Linked DNA regions of Mus musculus: all the other regions are linked to region 4. Evidence: chromatin contacts called from public promoter capture Hi-C data. All regions are on one chromosome and are shown on one strand. Each heading gives the region's core, a stretch centred on a gene start, on an enhancer-like site or on the middle of the called end of the contact. The rest is flanking DNA. Distances are from core to core; before and after follow the strand shown.

Region 1 (2,774 bases), core at 127-2,626, 420 kb before region 4:
AACAGCCCAACTATCTACACTGTGTTCTCCCCGTGTCTCCAGTTTCCCTGCCTCTCCTCTGGCCTTGTGACCACAGCAGCACAGAGTGGGTCTCTGCAGTCCAACCATGCACATGCAGGCTCCCCAGGCCCAGGCAGTATCCTGGGTTTACCTGAGCCAGTGGGGTTCTTGGCCCTAGTGGGCTCCTGTGACTCTGCTCCCTCCATTGCTGTGATAGGGATTCTACCCTCTGTGTACCAACCCCTCAGACCTAGGGCCTCTTGGAACTGGGTCAGCGGCAGCCTTTTGACCAAGAAAGCCCAAAAGGCTGTTACACCACCCTGTTTGCGCCATCTGATCCACTCCGAGGTGGGCCAAGGCCAGACCAGAGTAAAGTCTCAGGCCCTCTTCCAGAAACCTTGGGTCTGAATAGAGGAAGCAAGGATGAGGCAGAGGTGTGCTCTCCACAAATAGGATCTGGCAATTCAATGCTCAGGAGAGTCTCTAATTGGCCTCTGTTACTTTGTCCCCCCAGCCAGGTGCCCTTGGAAGAGCCCTTTCTCCTCTCCCACCAGGACCCTGGTGCTCAGAAGTGCTTGCTTCCAGCAGGAGACAACTTAATAGGAAGGGTGTCCAAGAGAAGGCTGATGATTGGCCAGATTCTTACACTTGTGCACCAATGGGAAGAATTGTTGATGTTCAGCCCTCCAAATCTGCCTAAGTAGCCAGCACAGTAGGCCATGTCTGTATTCCCAGCATTGGGGAAGTTGAAGGCAGAAGGATCAACAATTCCAGGTTATCCTCAGCTACACTGTGAGTTTGAGGCTAGCCTGTCTCAAAAACCAAAGAGAGAGAGAGAGAGAGAGAAAGAGAGAGAGAGAGAGAGAGAGAGAGAGAGAGAGAAGAAGAAGAAGAAGAAGAAGAAGAAGAAGAAGAAGAAGAAGAAGAAGAAGAAGAAGAAGAAGAAGAAGAAGAAGAAGAAGAAAAGGAAGGAAGGAAGGAAGGAAGGAAGGAAGGAAGGATGGAAGTAAGGAAGGAAGGAAGGAAGGAAGGAAGAAACCACCACTGGGGAGGGTGCGTAGAGGGAGGCAGAGGGAGGCAGGAAAGTCAGGAGAGGCTAAGCAGAGAGGCTGAGTCTGACTTGCTGCCTGCAGGACCATCATTCTGCCTTCCTGGCAGGCTCAGATGTGGCCACCCACTGCCCACAGACAGAAAGGATGCTCCGAAGCAGGCCACTGGGGCTAGGTGTGCAGCCCACCTTCCTGGGTAGGAGCCTCAATTCTGCCCTGTCAGGCTCTGTTGCCCCAGGCAAACTTGGGAGTGATCACCAATTTCCCTCTGCAACACAGATAAGATCTCCCAGGATTGATGACTAAGTTTTGCAAAGAACTCTAAGCAATGCGTCAGCCCCTGTGAGCACGCATGCCTTCGCAGCCAGGTCGGTGGACCAAGGCAGGAGGAAGCACCGCTCTGCAGGCCCCAGCTGACGTGGCGCCTCTGCTGACCTCTTTGAAGGCCAGGGTTGATCTGAGCTCTGCCCCCAGGAGCTCCCTGCTGACACTATCCCATGCTGGCCGGGATGAGGGGCTCTGGACATCCGTGACTCATGGGGGAGCGTCCAGGCAGAGTCTAAGAACCGTGGGCCAAGTGTGCAGATGTGCCCCCAGGGACCAGCCACAGCTGCTCCAAGATGCTTCCTGCAGCCAGAGCTTGCTCTTCTGTCCCTCCAGCACTTACTGTCCTGACTACATGGCTTCCGGCATGATCCAAGCACGGGGATGCTTCCCTCTAAGATACCTTTATCATTATTTACATCTTGTCTTGCTCGGGTTTGGTTTTAAGTTTTTGAAATCAGGTCTCGTGGGATCCAGGCTGGCCTTGAACAGACTGTATAGTTAAGGCTGATTCTGGATTCCTAATTTTCCTGTCTCTATCTCCCAAGTATTAGGATAAAAATGCCCGTATGGTCGGGAGCACTGGTTTAGTCTCTGAAATTGTCTTGGAGGGACAATAGTTGCTAAGGCCATCATGAAGGTGTTACTGGGTATAGTGACACACAACTTTAATCCCAACATTTGGGAGACAGAGATAGGCAGATCTCCACGAATCTGAGGCCAGCCTGCTCTACATATTCAGGCCAGCCAGAGAGATACATAGTAAGACACTGTCTTTTTTTTTTTTTTTTTAAGTCAGCAGGATGGTTCAGTGGGTAGAGTCACTTGCCACGAGCCGGATGACCTCAGCCCAGCCCCCAGGTCCCGCGTGCTGGAAGGAGAGACCCGGCTCCCGTGAATTGTCTTCTGACTTCCACATGCATTCCACAGGACATCAGCACTGCTCCCAAACACGAATAGTCAATCAATCAATTCTAGCCAAGTCAGGCGTGGGGGCGCAGATCTGTAAGCTACTTAGGAGGCTGAAGCAGAGTGACTCCAAGTTCAAAGCCAGACTGGGCCTGAGTTCAAGGGCAGCTTAGGCAACTTGGCAAGAAGAGCCTGTCCTAAAATTAAAAGTGAGAAGAGGACTGGGGTTGTAGCTTGGCTGCAGAGTGCTTGCCTAGCATGTTCAGAGGGCAACAGTAAACACAAAACAGTCCTTTCAGGTAGTCCAGAGAGGTGTCCTTCTTGTCCTACACAGTGTCACCTATGAGAGAGGAAGTGGCTCTGAAATCTTTGCCTTTATATCTATCTCCTCACCCCAAGGAGCTCCCCACCTTACCCAGCCAATTAACATCAACCAATTGCCCCCGCCCCTGCCTCTCTCTGAAAGAAAGAAGACCTACCCATGTTCACCAG
Region 2 (2,700 bases), core at 5-2,504, 490 kb before region 4:
CTACACTCAAGCCAATCAGCAACCTCCCCTCAGCTTTGCACTGTTAGCATCTCATCAGTCAACTCTTCTCCTTACAGTTTTTATTTTCTTTTTAAGTGACGGTGTCTAATATGTTGCCCCCGTTGTCCTGGGCAAAAGTGACGCTCTCGCCTCTGCCTCCGCCTCCATGGTAGCTGGGACAAGTACAGGTACAAGCTGCTCTATCCAGTTCACACCAACATTTTTGGTGGAGCATTAGAAGGCTTTAGGCAGTGGAACTTCTCAGAGAGCCTCTGCCCGGGAAGGCTTTGTCACCTCCCTTCGCAGGTCATCTCCAGAGTGCCCTGCAGCAATGCCCAGGAGGGATCCAGACGGCTCCATTTGAGCTAAGCAGCCAGGGAAGAACAGCTCCGCGTCTCCACCCACTTCTTAATCAAGTGGTGGGCAATGGCTAACTTGGGAGGCAGCAACAGTGGGGAAGCCTCACTCGGCTGCAGAGCCAAGGAGCCCTTTCTCCTCAGGGCTGTGGTCACCTCATCAAGACTGAACCAGGCGGCTGCCTCTAGTTCCTTCAAGTTCACCTGAATCTGAAAGACAAGGAAGGGGTATAGGGTAGGGGTAAAGTTAGGAACTATGAAATATAAAACACCACGGCCAAAGTGAGAAAATTCATACAGAACGGTGCAGTCTTAGATGGGAACACCTGGGACCAATGGCTAGGTTAAAATCAGTTCTAGATAATGTTCAGAAACTGAACAGAGAATTAAATGTATTTTGAAATAGTTCTAAAAAAGATAAATTTTTAAAAATTTTATCCTATTTGTACAATAGTTATAATTAAAAAAAAAATCCTTCTTGTCCAAGGCTGATGGCATTTGTTAAGCCCGGATTCAGTCCCCAGTGTACACACACATAAAATCCTAAAGCAGACACTTAAACTATCGAGTGGCAAGGCATGAGTGAGTGTGTCGCATCAAGTATATAACCCTTTCAATTAAAAAGGAGCTGCAGGGTCAGTGGGATGGCTCAGTGGGTACAGGCGCTTGCTGTCAATCTGAGCGTGGTCCTCAGGGTGCATGTGACCAAAGGAGAGGACAGACTCCTGAAACTTGTCTTGGATGTCCATATATGTCCACACACAAATACAGGCAATTTTTTTTAAAGAATCAACATTCATACAAATGCTATTCTCTTTAAAGGATAAAGGTTAATGATAACTGAAAGCAAGAAGCAAAGTAAACACAGACTGTCCCAGGAAGTGGAAGCAGATTAGAGAGCCCATAAAAATCAGAGGACAGAACAGGCAAGCCAGGCAGGGCATTCGGTGACTTCCATCTGTCAGACATGCCACAAACAAGCAGGGTGAATTTAGGTAAGACATCAAAGTCCCTGTCAGCCAGAGGTTCCTATAGTTTTATATCACCAGTCCCCAACATCCCCAAGTCCTTGGGCAGGAACACCAATCCCAAACTGTTAAGTGAGGTAGGTATGTGCATTCTATTTCTATGTAAGGAACTGTTAAAAACTGACGGTGAAAAATAAATCGCAGCATACATGGAGTTGGCACATGGATACACACGCCAAAGAGTGAAGCTGGACTCTTTGTACCAAAATCCAACGCAAAATGGATTAAAGATTAAATGCGTGTAGGAGTTGTGATAGTGGACTGGGCACTGCCTTTTTATAGATGTGGCTTTAAAAGTAAAGGCAGGAAACGCTAAAGTAGACAGGGTGAGGTCAGAATAAAAACCTAGACAGCAAAGCAAGCACAGAACACAAAAGCACTTATAAGGTGAGAGAAGGTTTGCAGAACAAATATAAAGAATTAATGCCCAAAATCCATAAGGATTCTTTGCAGCTCAACAGCACAGACGGGATGTGTCGGAGCTCAGCGGGACCAGGCACCTTTGAGGTTCTGCGTCCAGTCCCTAGCACTGGAAAAAGACAAAAGCACTCCAACAGATGGCTCTTAAAAGAAGAAATTGTTTATAACTTTTTGGTTTTGTTTTTGAGACAGGGTTTCTCTGTGTAGCTCCGCCTGTCCTTCAACTCCCTTTGAAGACCACGCTGGCCTTGAACTCAGACATTCACCTGCCTCAGTGCTTGGGATTCAAGGCGCGTACCACACAGAGAAACCATATCTCAAAAAATAAAGAAAGGAGGGGGGAGGGGAAAGAGGAAGAAGAGGAGAAGGAAGAGGAAGAAAAGGAGGAAGAGGAGGAGGAGGAGAAGAAATATATGGTCAACAAATGTGTAATGAAGTACCAAGTGTCAGTGATCAGGGAAATTCAGAGCATCAGTGTGAGAGGCCCCGCTTACCCACTAAGATGGTGTGGCAGTGTGAGTGAGAGCGGTCTCTGTAGGCTCATAGGTTTCAATGCTTGGTTCCCAGCTGGTGGAACTGTTGGAGGTGGTGGATTTTTTTGTTCTGTTTTTGTTTTTAAAGATTTATTTATTTTTATTTTCTGTAGAGGAGTACACCATTGCTCTCTTCAGACACACCAGAGGAGAACATCAGATCCCATTACAGATGGTTGTGAGCCACCATGTGGTTGCTGGGACTCAGAACCTCTGGAAGAGCAGTCAGTGCTCTTAACCGCTGAGCCATTTCTCCAGCCCCCAGAACTGTTTAGAAAGGATTAGGAGGCATGCCACTGGAGGGTGGTCTTGAGTTTCAAAGTCTAGGTCATATATTCTCTCTCTCTCTCTCTCTCTCTCTCT
Region 3 (2,750 bases), core at 195-2,694, 400 kb before region 4:
GGCCAGTCCAAGCTACCTAGTAAGACCCTGCCTCAAAAAGAAGAAGGAAAAAAGATTAGGGAAAGTGAAGCAGATTTAAACATACAAGTCTACAGAAAGGATGTTCGCATAAAGAATAGGTAAAAATGTCTGATTTGCTGGTTTGGTGCAAGCCTGAGATTTTTAAAATCCCCGATCTTGAGAGGTTCTTGACTTTTTTTTTTCTATAGGCTGAAGGCTTTAGAGAGTCACAGTCTTGGAGTTTTTCTGGAAAGCCCCCTTCCCAAGTTTTCCATCCTATTAGTTCAAGATGCAAAGCCTTGTCTAATGAAGATTCCAGGCCTTGGGGTTGCCTCCCTTTCTAATCTTGTGTATCGGACTGTCTGTAACTTCTCAGCTCTCAGAGTTCTGAGACAAGCTTGCTCCAGCACCAGCTCAGGAGAGAGGCCCAGCATCCCCTGGTCACCTGTAATAAGCTCTAAGAACACTTCCTACTGAAAATGGAGCATTGTGATTTGTCTCTTATGCAGGCAGGTATCATCATGTCTCGGCTATATCCATTTTTCTCCCCATTGCTGTATAATAGGAGTATGTCTTCATTCCAGTGTCTCCCTCCCAAACTTGCACTCCCAAGAGCTTGTAAGTGAACATGGTCAGCAGGTCATGAGTGAGAGCAGCTTAGGAACACCACGTCTCCAACATGCAAGTACTCACTCACCTTCAGAAGTTTCCAGATGCTTGCCCCCTTGGCTGCACACTTTTAATGTCCATTTAATTTAATCATTTCATTCATTCATTCATTCATTCATTCATCTTGTGTGTCTATGTTGTACTTCTAGAGTTGACTTTCCCCTTCCACCATTTGGGTCCTGGGAATCAAAGACAGAATTTCAGGCTTCGCAGCAACAGCCTACAGCCTACAGCCTACAGCCCGGGTTTTTGTGCACACCAATATGTATATTCTCTCACGCACACATGGAAAGAAGACTGGTAATTGTGTTGAGTCCAGAGTTGGAAAATTAAGGGGCAAGCTGGGGGAAACAGAAACCTCAACAATCTATGCCTTTGGAACGGACGCATTTTAAAGATTTTATTATTTTATTTTTAATTATGTGCATGTGAGTGCAGGTGCCTGAGGAGGCCAGAAGAGGGTGTCAGATCCTCTGGAGCTGGAATTACAGGTGGTTGAGAGCTGCCCAACTTAGGTGCTGACTCCAAACTCAGGTCCTCTGCAAGGGCAGCAAGCATTCTGAACTTCTGAGCCATCGCTCCAGCCCCAGCCGGTTGGAATATTGAGTGGTATTGTTTCTCAGTTACAGGGGCGTGGGGACGCATCTCCCCGGGTGCTTCAGCCCTCTCTGTTTTCTTTAAACCCACCAAGACAGTCAGTCACCAGACTGCCTGCGAAGCCTGCCACTCAAACCCTCTGACCCCCACTGCTGTCTGATAAAAGCTACAACTAAGGGGGAAACAAAGAGCTCCTTCAAGGGGAGTCCAGCTTGGGGGAGGGGAGGTTAACAATACAGAGGGGCAGGGAGAGTAAACACCATAGCTAACTGCATCCATAAATTCAAAGCGGCTGTGGAGCTAAGGTGTGGTCTGGGCTCTGCTGACAATCTGGAAAGACTTGCTGGTTGGGAAGCCTGGAAGACAGAGAGGATAAGGAAGGAGAGGAGGCAGTGATGAGGACCTGTGGACTGTGGGTACTGTGCCCTTTCTCCTTCCTTCCAGAACATTCCACCACCCTCCTTCCTGCCCCCACCCCTACTACACACACTTCACTGTAAGAATGCTGGCTTATTCTCATTCATGACAATCTCCTTCACCTACCCACTGGGTTTCCAGCCCTGGCCCATCCCACGACCCAGGGGGACCCGTTTCTCCAACTGGAACCAACAAGCTGCGGCTGAGGCACTGGCAAGGAGGGATCAGCACTACTGGATCATCTGCCTCCCGCAGCCAGTCTTTGGATGTGATGGCAGCAAGCATAGGACCATTGCTGTCTCCTGGTGAGAATTGCTACTCAGGGTCACCCCTACAGGCACATTTGCCTGTTCATCCATCCCTTGTCCATCCATCCATCCATCCATCCATCCATCCATCCATCCCTTGTCCATCCATCCATCCATCCCTTGTCCATCCATCCATCCATCCATCCATCCCTTGTCCATCCATCCATCCATCCCTTGTCCATCCATCCATCCATCCATCCATCCCTTGTCCATCCATCCATCCATCCATCCATCCATCCATCCATGATGATGATGATGTAACTGAGAACGACGTTGAGTTCTGTTCCTCCTGCCTCTACCTCCTGAGTGCTAGGATTGTAGGCATGTACCATCATGTATGTATATGTGTGCGTGTGCGTGTGCGTGTGCGTGTGTGTGTGTGTGTGTGTGTGTGTGTGTGTGTTTATTCTAGTATAAACAAACAGAGAGGCTGGGAGAATAGCCTGAGTTATATAGCAAGTCCCAGATTAACCTCAAAGGCTAGTGAGAGTCTCAAAACTGGGGTGGGAGTGTGGGGGAGGGTCAGTAGCAAGGGTGGGTGGAGCCTGGAAAGGAGCCCAAGGCAGAAAGGCTGCAGAGGTGGGGGCAGAGGGCAGAGGAGTCTCTATTGGCATCTGTTCCACAGACCACATGATTCTTGCATTCATCAGTGACTGGACCCCACCTGACCAGCTCTAGTCAATGATTAAGAATTGAGGATGGCAGTAAAGAACGATTATTGCTGAAGCCTAGGGGCAGGGAACATGGTGTGCATGTATA
Region 4 (2,700 bases), core at 3-2,502:
AAACAATTTACCTGGCACCTCGGAACTCCCTTAACCTCCCCAGATTATATATACTTCTACCTCTAAATAATAATGTTTCTTCACCCCTAGTACCAATCACACCTACACAGTTTTTATTCAAGTATATTCCCAATGTATGGGGTATAAAGATTAGAAGGGTCAAGATGGCCTGAACTTGCTTGGGGTATAGGCACAATTAAGGGGAAACTATGTCCTCTAATAAGCTTTTAAGAAGAATCTCTTATTTACTCTCATATGCCTGTGCATGTGATTAAAGCCAGATGCATTATTGGAAGGGACGTGAGCAGTATTGAAATGATCGTATAACCTGATCTATCAATTGAAATAAAGGATCATTCACATTAGTAACCAGCGCCTCCTTTTTCTTGACCGGTGAAGAGACCCAGGCTGTAGCCTGAGGTACTTGGTACTTTTGCTCGCGTTGCCTGCTGTCATTCTGTAACTTTGCACTATAGCATTGCTTCAAATAAAACTATTTTGCTTTTGCATATTTGGATAAGAGGCCAAAAACCTGGAAGCATGCAACTTAGATCATAAGCACCGACAGCTTTGCTAAAAGATAAGAAGAAAGTTTTAAATGGGCGCTTTAGATTATCAGTCGCGTTACAGAGTGGGGAAAATACATCAGGAAAGGCAAGAAAGGATGAGAGAGAAGAGATGGCAGGACTTAGTGGCCCACTGAAGGTAGTGACTGAGAGGTTTGAGGAGAAGGAAACGCAGGTTCCCGGTTTCTGACTTCACTGTTTGGGGACAAACTGAAATATGGCATGGGGGTTGTATCTAATCTCCACATCACTCCAATTAGTCCGAAAGAATATCCTGCAGGGACCTTTCTTTTCGATCTTTGTATTACCAGCGTTCAAAGACGAGCAATTAATACGCTCAAGATATTAAACAGCAACTCTGAGCCAATAAGAGCTATAGCCGACTCGAGAAAGCGTACAGACATTTTTTTTTTTTTTTTTTTTTTGGTTTTGGTTTTGGGTTTTGGTTTTGCCTACTGTTGCAAGAAAAGGAGTTAGATCCACGAATCGCAGCTTCAGACCTGCTTTCGGTCCATTGTACAACTAGGAAGCTGACAATAAAGTTTATTTGAGCGTCGACGTGCACCGACGTGGCCCCGCCTCCTAAGCAGCAGCGATGATTGGCCAGCGCTTGCGGGCTGCGGGCGTTCCTAAGCCGCGATTGGCTCCGTCCGCCGTCCGTCGGAGCGTCGGTCACCGCCCCGCCCCTTCGCCGCGTCGCCGGTGCCTGCGCTGCCCGCCTCACCTCGCTTCTCCTGTCCCGGCGGAGGCCCGGGCGGCCAGCGCGAGCAGCGGGGACCATGTTCCGACGCAAGCTCACGGCCCTGGATTACCACAACCCCTCAGGCTTCAACTGCAAAGGTGGGTGGCGGCCGCGGGGTTCGGCGACGGCGCCTCCCCAGCCCGCCCGGACCCGGACCCAGACCCGGCAGCCGCTGCCCTGAGGCGCTCGGCAGGCTTCCCGGCCCCCGGGCGGCTCGGCGGGCACCTGCGGGGTAGGGGAGGGGACCGGGGATGCCCTTCGGGGCGCGCAGAAAGTTCGTGGCCGGCTGCCAGGGAAGTGGAACCGTTCAGAAAAAAAGATATTCCAGTCCTGCGGGCCAGTGGGAAACTGAGAGTGAGGCGGGGACCAGGGCCTCATTCCGCTGTGCAGGACGCACCGGTAGAAGCGGGGTGGCAGCGTTTGGTCTCCAGAAGCATATCAGGGTCAGTCCTGGTTTTTACTTGGCTTTTACTTGGCTCAAGATTGCTGGGTGGCGGTAGAGCCGAAATTGGGGGTTGAGACCTCAGTTTTCTGACGAGTAAAATGAGGATCTTTCCTGAGGGTTTTGGGTTTTGGTGTTTGGAGGGGTTGGATCTAAGGAAGCAGGTGCGTCCCGGTAACTGTACACTGTCCCCTAGCTTTCAGTTTTTAATATTTGTATTCAGGGTGCTTTAATCGTTTATTTCTAGTTTATTTTATTCTATTGGCTTGCTTCAAAGTTTTTACCTGCCCAATGCCCCTTAAACTCTAAAGGAACCAGAGTTCTAATAAAACATAGGAAACACTGTGCCCTGCATGTTTAATTCATTCAATACTCAAAACATCCCCACGAAGTAAGTCCCGTTTTCCTCATCTTGTATCTGAAGAATCTGAAGCTTAGAAAGTGTATCCGGTTTTCTGAGGCTCATCCAGAATTTGAGTCTATTGCAGTGAGCCAGGTATCTATGGCTCTGCAGTCTGAACTTTGAGCTCTTGCTGACTTCCCTCGGGGTCAGTTAATGTAGTGTTTGCAGGTTAGAAAGCCACCAAGGATCACAAAGGCTTTTAGTGACTTGATATATGATGTTTCGTTGCAGATGAAACAGAATTTAGAAACTTTATCGTTTGGCTTGAAGACCAGAAAATCAGACACTACAAGATTGAAGACAGAGGTAACTTGAGAAACATCCACAGCAGTGACTGGCCCAAGTTCTTTGAAAAGGTAATGAATCAGGAAGTAGAAGGAAGCACAGAGAACTTTTGTAAACGTTGTATGTTGAGTTGAAAATTCCTATGTTCTTTTAAGATATAATAGTGATCAGTGTGAGTAAAGCTAACTCCATGGATTCAAACTCTGTTGTTTTGATTTTTAAAGCAAATTATATTATCTCCAACCGAGCTGTCAGTATTTGG
Region 5 (2,700 bases), core at 144-2,643, 290 kb before region 4:
ATTGAAAAAGTTTAGTGGAAAATTTGGTTTGACTTTGGAACCCATTAATTTGCAACATTGCCACCTTGTGGCATTACTAATAAATTACAGGCTAAGGCTAACAGGAAGTGTTCGCTACAGAGCCATTTTCCTGTCAGGCTCTTCTCCTTTACTCTAAGGCAGAAGTTCTCAGTCTGCGCCCCAGGGGTCACCTAAGACCATTGGAAAACACGGTATTACACTGCAATTCATAACAGTAGCAAAATTACAGTTACAAAGTAGCAAACAAAAATACTTTTATGACTGGGGGAGGGGGTCACCACAGCATGAGGAACTGTATTAAAGGGTCATAGCATTAGAAAGGTTGAAAACCACTGCTCCAAGGTCTTAGGAGGTAGCCTAAGGTGGGTCACTTCCAAGCATCTCCATAGAGGTGTGCTACCCCTTTAAAACCCAAATCGGGTAATGTTAGGGGTTATCACTTAAGCTTCTAGAGCTCTCTCCAAAAATGGCTTCAATTCCCAACTTTAGGGCCCAGAGTGTTCAACTTGGGTGTCCTACCAGCTTGAAGGGTTGTTTGCCAAAATATATGAACAGCTACAAATGTGTGTCCCTTCTGCGGAGCCATCCAGTCTTTGACTAGATCCCGAAAGATGTCTGACTCTAAGAGATTACAAAAATTCCTGTTCTGAAATGACATAGACCAAAGCTCATCAAAAGGATGGGAGGGCGTGTTTAGTCTAAAGAACTGCTACATAGACATAACAGAGATTACGCAAGACTCCCCGAGAGGGTAAAGCCTGGAGGAGTCTATTTTCTTTGCTTTCTTGTACTTAAAATGTATTTTACTTTTCTGATTGACTGTGTATGAGTGTGCATGTGTGCATGTGTGTGTATATGAGTGTGTTTGTGTCTGTGAGTGTGTGTGTATGAGTGTGTGTGTTTGTGTGAGTTGTCTCAGAGCGCACGTATGGAGGCCAGAAGACAACTCTTAGGAGTTGGTTATCTTTCCATATCGTGTGGGTCTCTATAGTTGAACTCATGTCATGAAGGTTGGCGGCAAACACCTTTATTAGAAAAGTCACCTCTGAGCATAGGTAGGCCTGCTTCCCTACTCTTGATGCTTACCCGCCCCCCCCCCCAACACAGGAATTCAGAGAGAATTCAAACTTCCTCAGCAGATGAGTGACCTTCTGTCCTTCCAAAGGTTTATGGAGAAAAGGAAGGATTTTACAGCCACCCAGAGAGACTGATTAATCCAAAGTAGCTGGAGGCAAAGGAACCAGGCTACTAAAGATAACAGTGTTTGATGCAAACAACCTCCTTCTTTGTCTCCAGATCAGGTGCCCAGGCTGGGCTTGAGAAGTTGATTAATAGGTTAGTTACCTTTTGCATTAGGGAAAAGTGCCAGGCTTTATCTCCTTGATTGCACAAAGGTGCCTAGCTGCCACTTTGCTGGCCACACCCTCTTGTTTGTGTGTATATAGGGAGTTCTCTGGGAAGAGGGTAACTTTTTCCAAATGTTTAGTTCTATTTTCTAAAACCTAAGAATATTGATATCCTAGCCATGTATTTATGAATCTAGTACATTATTTTTAAAGAGATTTATTTTTATGTGATGAGCCTTTGCCTGTAGGGCACTGTTTTAGCTAGTGTTTTACTGCTGTGAACAGACACCATGACCAAGGCAACTCTTATAAGGACAACATTTAATTGGGGCTGGGTTACAGGTTCAGAGGTTCAGTCTGTTATCATCAGTGCAGGTACGTGGCAGCATCCAGGCAGGCATGGTACAGGAGGATCTGAGAGTTCTACATCTTTATCTGAAGGCTGCTAGCAGAATGCTGGCTTCTAGGCAGCTAGGATAGGGTCTTAAAGCCCACATCCACAGTGACACACCTACTCCAAAAAGGCCACACCTACTTGAATAGGGACACACTTTCTAATAGTGCCACTCCCTGAGCCGAGCATATTCATACCATCACAGGTATGTGTGAATGTGCGTTTGCATGTGTGTGTGTGTGTGTGTGTGTGTGTGTGTGTGTGTGTGTGTGTGTAGTACATGTAGAGGTCAGAAGAGGGCATGAGATTCCCTGGAACTGGAGTTGTAGACCGTTATTGTAATGGGTGCTGGGAATCTAACCCAAGTCCTTTGAAACACCTCTCGAGCCCCAAGTATTTGTTCCTATATTTGTTGTTATTACTTGAATATGTGGGGTCTTCTATGAGCCCCAATTTCCTTATCTGAATAATAAGAGTGTCTTAGTTGAGGTTTCTATTGCTGTGATAAAACACCACGATGGCAAGCAACTTGGAGAGGGAAGGGTTAATTTCAGCTTACTTGTACTAATCAGTCCAGTCTTAAGGAAGTAACTCCAGGCAGGAACCTGGAAGCAGGAGCTAATGAGTGCTGCTTCCTGCCTACTCTGAATGGCTTGTTCATCTTTCTTTTTTTTTTTTTAATGCTTCCTAGCACCACCAGCCCAACAGTGGCATCATCCACAGTAAGCTGGGCCCTCCCACATCAAATATCAGTAAAGAAAACACATCACAGGCTTGCTCACAGGCCAATCTTTTGGGGGCATTTTCTCAGTTTTCCCAATGACTTTAGCTAGTGCCAAGTTGACATAAAAACTAGCCTGCACAGAGAGTGTGGCTGCAAAGGTCTACACTACCCTTTCATCTTGAATGCTGCATGCTGATACTTGGCAGATTTGAATG

The links. Promoter capture Hi-C pulls out the DNA fragments that hold promoters and counts their contacts.
Region 1: a promoter capture Hi-C map of trophoblast stem cells shows a contact between it and region 4, with 6 times the contacts expected there. The contact joins the enhancer-like site here to the promoter of Rtraf in region 4. A contact is called at or near these places in 16 of 39 promoter capture datasets (the 3T3-L1 cell line, 3T3-L1-derived adipocytes, the C10 cell line and 12 more), 2 of 15 datasets of contacts at CTCF or cohesin (embryonic stem cells and pro-B cells), 50 of 484 Hi-C or Micro-C datasets (the AML12 cell line, B cells, the C2C12 cell line and 34 more), 22 of 115 datasets of contacts at active chromatin or transcription factors (the NIH/3T3 cell line, the SCID.adh cell line, acute myeloid leukemia and 15 more) and 5 of 9 other capture datasets (adipose tissue, embryonic stem cells, liver and 2 more).
Region 2: a promoter capture Hi-C map of liver shows a contact between it and region 4, with 2.5 times the contacts expected there. The contact joins the enhancer-like site here to the promoter of Rtraf in region 4. A contact is called at or near these places in 10 of 39 promoter capture datasets (the C10 cell line, the HPC-7 cell line, cranial neural crest and 5 more), 1 of 484 Hi-C or Micro-C datasets (pro-B cells), 12 of 115 datasets of contacts at active chromatin or transcription factors (the SCID.adh cell line, acute myeloid leukemia, astrocytes and 6 more) and 3 of 9 other capture datasets (adipose tissue, embryonic stem cells and liver).
Region 3: a promoter capture Hi-C map of embryonic stem cells shows a contact between it and region 4. The contact joins the enhancer-like site here to the promoter of Rtraf in region 4. A contact is called at or near these places in 15 of 39 promoter capture datasets (the 3T3-L1 cell line, 3T3-L1-derived adipocytes, the C10 cell line and 11 more), 6 of 115 datasets of contacts at active chromatin or transcription factors (acute myeloid leukemia, bone marrow-derived macrophages, embryonic forebrain and 1 more) and 3 of 9 other capture datasets (liver, macrophages and pancreatic islet).
Region 5: a contact with region 4 is called in a promoter capture Hi-C map of trophoblast stem cells, with 4 times the contacts expected there. The contact joins the enhancer-like site here to the promoter of Rtraf in region 4. A contact is called at or near these places in 19 of 39 promoter capture datasets (the 3T3-L1 cell line, 3T3-L1-derived adipocytes, the C10 cell line and 12 more), 1 of 15 datasets of contacts at CTCF or cohesin (large pre-B cells), 1 of 484 Hi-C or Micro-C datasets (bone marrow-derived macrophages), 11 of 115 datasets of contacts at active chromatin or transcription factors (the SCID.adh cell line, bone marrow-derived macrophages, embryonic basal ganglia and 5 more) and 3 of 9 other capture datasets (adipose tissue, embryonic stem cells and liver).

The regions. Positions count from the first base shown.
Region 1 is chr14:20,245,738-20,248,511 of GRCm38.p6, reverse strand. No RefSeq gene overlaps it. Among named protein-coding and RNA genes, the nearest start is that of Kcnk16, 22 kb to the left of the region's middle. Within about 2 kb of position 1,376, at least 42 of the 459 cell types and tissues checked have an H3K27ac peak or open chromatin away from gene starts, as enhancers often do. A contact at or near this core is called in the C2C12 cell line, the HL-1 cell line, the NIH/3T3 cell line and 3 more, where this site is marked.
Region 2 is chr14:20,313,890-20,316,589 of GRCm38.p6, reverse strand. Nudt13 (nudix (nucleoside diphosphate linked moiety X)-type motif 13) reads right to left here. Exons shown (of 9, transcript NM_026341.3): 9 at 1-566. The coding sequence ends at 366. Among named protein-coding and RNA genes, the nearest start is that of Nudt13, 21 kb to the right of the region's middle. Within about 2 kb of position 1,254, at least 11 of the 459 cell types and tissues checked have an H3K27ac peak or open chromatin away from gene starts, as enhancers often do. A contact at or near this core is called in liver, where this site is marked.
Region 3 is chr14:20,219,900-20,222,649 of GRCm38.p6, reverse strand. No RefSeq gene overlaps it. Among named protein-coding and RNA genes, the nearest start is that of Kcnk5, 39 kb to the right of the region's middle. Within about 2 kb of position 1,444, at least 10 of the 459 cell types and tissues checked have an H3K27ac peak or open chromatin away from gene starts, as enhancers often do. A contact at or near this core is called in embryonic stem cells, where this site is marked.
Region 4 is chr14:19,822,375-19,825,074 of GRCm38.p6, reverse strand. It overlaps Rtraf (RNA transcription, translation and transport factor), which reads left to right and starts at 1,252. Exons shown (of 8, transcript NM_026528.3): 1 at 1,252-1,406; 2 at 2,385-2,509. The coding sequence starts at 1,346.
Region 5 is chr14:20,109,749-20,112,448 of GRCm38.p6, reverse strand. No RefSeq gene overlaps it. Among named protein-coding and RNA genes, the nearest start is that of Gm41104, 19 kb to the left of the region's middle. Within about 2 kb of position 1,393, at least 7 of the 459 cell types and tissues checked have an H3K27ac peak or open chromatin away from gene starts, as enhancers often do. A contact at or near this core is called in trophoblast stem cells, where this site is marked.